Linked DNA regions of Mus musculus: region 2 is linked to region 1. A link is a contact called in public HiChIP or PLAC-seq data. All regions are on one chromosome and are shown on one strand. Each heading gives the region's core, a stretch centred on a gene start, on an enhancer-like site or on the middle of the called end of the contact. The rest is flanking DNA. Distances are from core to core; before and after follow the strand shown.

Region 1 (2,700 bases), core at 165-2,664:
CCCAGTTGGTCTTTTACACAGCCCTGGAGTTTTTCTTCTTTGGAAGCTGCTGCTGGGAGAGAGAATTGTCTGTGCCAACCGCGGAGAACTTCTTCTGGTTGGGTTACTATTGTGAAAGTGAGTGAACACCTGGGGGAAGCAGATGTCTGTCTGTCTGCCTGTCTGTCTGATTGTCTGGCTCACCTGCTCTCCTCTCTCTGCTTGGGGAACTGCTGGGAGACGACAGAGCAGGAGCACTGCAGAGCCTTTCAGTCAACCTACAGGAGGGTATTACAGAGTGCGGAGGGGGAGCCCTTGAGGACTGGATGTGGTGTGTGTGTGTGTGTGTGTGTGTGTGGTATGTGCATGTGTGTGCATGTGTGTGTATATATGTGGTATGTGTGTGGTTTGTGCATGTGTGTGTATGTGATATATGTGTCTCTATGTGTGTGGTTTGTATGTGTAAGTGTGTGCATGTGTGTGTATATGTATGCATGATATGTTTGTGTGGTATGTATATGCGGTATATGTCTGTTTGTATATGTATGTGGTGTGTGCACATGTGTGTGATATTTGTGCTGTGTGTATGTGTTTATGTGCTGTATGTATGCATGTGTGTGTATGTGTGTATGTGGTGTGCATATATGCATGTGTGTATAGCGGCTTGTATTACAAATGCTAATTATATCCCCTCAAACTGTTTATAGACTATTGAGCTGTTTAAGACATATTAAAATATAAAGGCTGTGTGTGTGTCTTTCATTTGGGAACATAAACATTGAGGCAGGTAGTGAACCACGCCAACAGGATTTATTAATTAATTGATACACATACAACATGTGTATATGTATATGTATATGTATAGTATATGTATATGTATATGTATATGTATATGTATATGTATATGTATATGTATATGTATATGTGGGGTGTGTGTGTGTGTGGTGTGTAGGGCTAGGAATCTAAAGCTGCGAGGCCAGAAGACTTCATATGTCTTTAACTTTGCAATTCATGTGAAAATTTTATTCTGGTTTCTAAAATATCTTTTTCTTAATGTAAAATTCATTAAAAAGCTTAACAGATTATTTAACACCTTTTATGCTGCAAATTTTCTACTGGAAGTGACACTACATCAATCCTTGGCTAGGTTTTACCCCACATGATGCCAACTGGCCAGCACCTGTTTTCAGAAGCCGTCTGTGGACAGAACTTGAAAAAGATCGCTGTTGTCAAGACGGAAGAGGCCAAAGCAAGGGAAATACCTTGGGTGGATGTAGCAACTTTCCTACCTCTGATCCTCCTGTTGGAAACTCCAGGCTGAGCACAGACCCAACATTCCTGCCACAGATAAAATTAATTCCCCTGCTGTACAGTTCAAAAGGCTGTCACCATGCTGAGAATCTAAGTGACTTCCTGCAAGCCACCACTCAGTACCAAGCGTACTGTCTTAGTTTCATGGACTGTGGCAGGATGTGTTTTCAGTGAGCTGTGACAGGAACTTGTAGATAATATTTTGAGGAAGTCCCTCTTGTCTTACCTCTACCCACCTAGGTCTTTTTTTGGTAAACTCCTTTTGTGAAAACTTCTTCTAAGCTCAGGGAAGTAGAGACCTCTCATACTCCCCTCTTTGCTTACTCTCCAGTTCTAGAACAATGTCTGGCACATGGGGCATGCGCTCCTTAAATACTTTTTCTAATGGCTGAATTTGTAGACTTAGAACTCGGAGTGTTTTCAATACTCCACCGAAGCTGGAGAGTAGAAAGCATGGGTGTGAGTGGAGTCCAGACTAAAGAACAGAGGAGTGACCCAATGAAGGCAGACTGCCAGACATGCACAGGTATTGTCAGAGGGCGGGTGCCTGAGGAAGGCAGGCATGAAGGAGAAGGGGTTATGTCAACCTGGAGAGGTCACTGCAAGAGGTGATGCGTGCATTCTCAGGAACTGTGTCTCAGGAACCGTGGAGAAACCAAAGCTTGTTAGAGCTTTTGTCTCAACCTCAGTGTGTCAGGGTGCAGAGGCTAGACCAGGAGATTCCTGATTGGCCCTGGCTAGAACTCGACTCTACCTCAGTACTTGAGTCCGGGAGAGGCTATGAAGATGAATCCAAATGGCAATATTTTCCTCCGCCTCTGCTCAGTCCCAAGATACCTATCAATCCAAAGGGAGATGGTTTCCTCCTCTTGGAGGAGAAACTGTGGGGAAATCCCTGATGGAAGGCAGTGCTCGAGCTAGCTAATCTGGCACTGTGCTAGTGGAAAGGACTCTGGTTAGATGTTTTTCATGGGCACAGTGTGTGAAGCAGGTGAGGAGAGCCAATGAGTAGCCAAGTGGTCATCCGGCATCCCTGTTGCCTGGCATTATGGATAGAACTCCTATCTTTCTTTTCTTCCTCCATAAGCAGCATCTTGGTGCTTCTCTTTCTGGGTTCACGGGCTTCTTAAATTTTTAGGTTCCTTTGCACTGGCTTATGCAGATATCCCACCTCTCGAATGAGAAGAACCAAGGGGTTAGAAGTGCAGATTAAGTCACAGGTTTCTGAGCTGCTTGTCTCCCAGCTAGGGTAGCCTGTGTTGGGTACACAGTGATTAGGCTCAAAGGATCTCAGGTCTGGTCATCTGTTTTTATTCTGGTTTCTGTCTTTAATAGCTCTCTAATCCTGGATAATCAATTTAGTGTTTGTAGACTCTGAAGTTCTTTAGAAAAGAAGTTCATAGAGGGTTG
Region 2 (2,700 bases), core at 60-2,559, 380 kb after region 1:
TCATCCCTAAAACAGATATTCCTAACCATCTTCCTTCTGGGACCACTCTGATCAGAAGATATACTTAGCAATTTTAACTTCCTTTAATTGGTCAGTAAAGTTATTGGAAGGAGCTCAGGTTTCGATCATATAATGACACCAGATGATGTGTGATGACTTGTAATGACATCTTTCCTCTTTTCCCCCAGTCACATTTTCTTTTCTTGTTTAATGTCCACGCCACTGCCCCCTCTCTGAAGAGATCTCCTTGCTTTCCCTTGCTCTTGTCTAGCTCCCATTCAATCCCTCTCTCTCCTACCTTCAGCATGGCTGACCTCTGTGTTTCTCTCTCAGAGCCACTGCCCCATTTAAAATGCTTTCTGTCTCAGTCGCTGTCACCTCTCTGTATATTCTTGTTCATCTGTTCCTATACTTATCCTCTAGCAAATGCCTGGAGAGTCATACAGTGTGAGTCACTGAGACATTAATAAGTTATTCTTTGTGAAGGCAGATGACATCACTAACCCACTGTCTGGGACATATGCCCTTGATTAGTTTGTTCCACAGCAGAAGGGAGTGGATAATGCAGTCTTCCCAGGTCCCAGCTCTTCCCCTAAGGATGAGTTCCAGAACCTTCTAAAGTAAGGTTTGAGATAACAGCCAGCAGACTTAGAACTAAAAGTCGGCAAAGTTACTAGCTCATAAGATTTGCTGCAAGCAAAGAATCGTCCTGGGAGGCCAATGCTCAAAACTAGATATGACTGGGACATTTTAACCAAAAGTGTCCTGGTTAAGGTTTAGTTAGTTTTTATTGTGGTCCCGAAAGTATAAGTTTGTATGGCTGTGTGGTGCTTAATGGTGTTGCCAGTCAATAAATATGTAATCGGTATGTCATCTCCAGTCCTATCTGCCATCATTAAGAAATGGTCACAGAGATAAACTGGGAAAAGCCACAGAGCTGGTGTGTGTAAGAGCCTGGGCTTGAACACACTCTTCTTTCCATTACAGCATGATACCACATATATTCCCCAGCTTCCATTCCTCTCTTCTTGGATATGGATAACAAGAGTCTCATCTGATAGCAAAGAAAAACCCAAAAACAGCCAAAGTGCCAGAGGCTGACTCCTCCTGTCACAGTCATTTCCTGCACCAAGTTTGAGATGCAGGGGACCCAGTGACTGACACTTGTCCTCAGAGTTTCAGAAACTGTTTCCTAGCACGCTAGCTGTCCCGGGAAGGAAGCAGCATTCATTGTTTTCATTCCTTTGCGGGGCGCTTAGCTGTTCCTTACTTTGATCACCTGGCACAGGAAATAGCGTAAGGCTGCTTAGGCACAGCCAACTCACTTTCATCATGCCCAGACAATGTTCTGACGTTTTTTGTTGGATCTGAATATGCCAACCTTGTGCTGTGAAACTAAGTGAGGGTTGCTAAATATCATCAGTCTTGGAAAATCAGTTGTCACTTTCTGTGTGTGTTTCTTGTCTCCCTAGACTGAGCAGGGGAGACAGGGTCTCTATGTTAATGATGATAGCGAGATCTTCAGAGACAATAATGGATAAGTTCATCTTAGCTGCTGCTGATATATGCTATGCCACGTGCAGAAACAGGAATCTAGCAGAGCTCTACCCACAACAGAGTCTCTTCTGTATATTATCCCAGCATCCTCATAGATAAAATTGAGGGGACAAGATAAATAAGACCCTTCCAAATGTTGGCTGCTTTCTCTGCTGTGAAAATTGGAAAGAATTCTCAATTCTAAAAACATTAGTGGGGTGCTTCACTACATCTTTTTTGTTCTATGAGAATAATAGATGTATTAAAACCTTAACTCTAGCTCAAGACACAGACATGCAAGAAAAACAGTTCCACAATTAATTGAGGCGGAAGTGAAGGAACAGAAGCATAAACAAAGTGTCCCGGGCCTGGAGAAGAAGGAACTGGCATGATCTGGAATGGGGGCCTGCAAAGGCTATGGGAAAACTGGTCTTACCCAGATAAAGAGGACTTCAAAACATGAAGAACAGCGAAGATGTCTCCACTTTCAGAATCAAAAGTATCTATTACAGTCAGCCTTCTGGCAAGCATACTACCTACTAAACACCATTCAAGGTGCACAGCATACATTGCTCTATTGAACCTCAGCTACAATGTCAAGGATAAGATATTATTTTATCTATTTCCTACATCAAAAAAGCAAGTTCTAGCTAAGCATGGTAGCACATGCCTGTAATTTTAGCTCTCAAGAGCCTGAGATAAGGGGATCCAGTGTTCAAAGCCAACTTGGGCTGTATAGCAAGGCCATGTCTTGATTATCTTTTTTTAAAAAAAATGAAAAATAAGTAAGGTTCTTTGAAATAAAGTGTGGTTTGGCTAGGTGCTGGGTTGGCTGAGGGATCTCCTGGGACATCTCATGTGACATCATATGTGACTCTCATGTGACATCACGTGTCCTTCTGTTACCTGCCATCTCCACGTCACTTCTGTGATATGCTCATGAGCACAGATGCCACCTCTGCAAAAAGCCACATTAATTCCTCTGTTAAATTTTGTTCTTTACTCATATTTTCTTTACATTTTGATAAAAGAACAATAATTATAGTTCAGCCCTAGTCACAATCACATTTTCTAGTATGTATGAAGCTATGCTATTTCAAGCCTGTCCAGGTATTAATGCCACACTGAAAAACCATTAACATTATCATTCCTGCTTCAAGAGAT

Evidence for each region. HiChIP or PLAC-seq counts read pairs in DNA pulled down with a chosen protein or histone mark.
Region 2: a contact with region 1 is called in a CTCF HiChIP or PLAC-seq map of large pre-B cells, with 5 times the contacts expected there. The contact joins two enhancer-like sites. A contact is called at or near these places in 1 of 15 datasets of contacts at CTCF or cohesin (large pre-B cells), 3 of 484 Hi-C or Micro-C datasets (CD4 T cells, liver and uterus), 5 of 115 datasets of contacts at active chromatin or transcription factors (the 230-238 cell line, embryonic basal ganglia, large pre-B cells and 2 more) and 1 of 9 other capture datasets (embryonic stem cells).

Annotation. Positions count from the first base shown.
Region 1 is chr1:164,510,382-164,513,081 of GRCm38.p6, forward strand. The region is part of intron 2 of Gm26685 (predicted gene, 26685); the gene reads left to right. Among named protein-coding and RNA genes, the nearest start is that of Gm26685, 8.4 kb to the left of the region's middle. Within about 2 kb of position 1,415, at least 31 of the 459 cell types and tissues checked have an H3K27ac peak or open chromatin away from gene starts, as enhancers often do.
Region 2 is chr1:164,887,507-164,890,206 of GRCm38.p6, forward strand. All of the region lies in intron 1 of Gm32652 (a long non-coding RNA gene), which reads right to left. Among named protein-coding and RNA genes, the nearest start is that of Gm32652, 11 kb to the right of the region's middle. Within about 2 kb of position 1,310, at least 52 of the 459 cell types and tissues checked have an H3K27ac peak or open chromatin away from gene starts, as enhancers often do.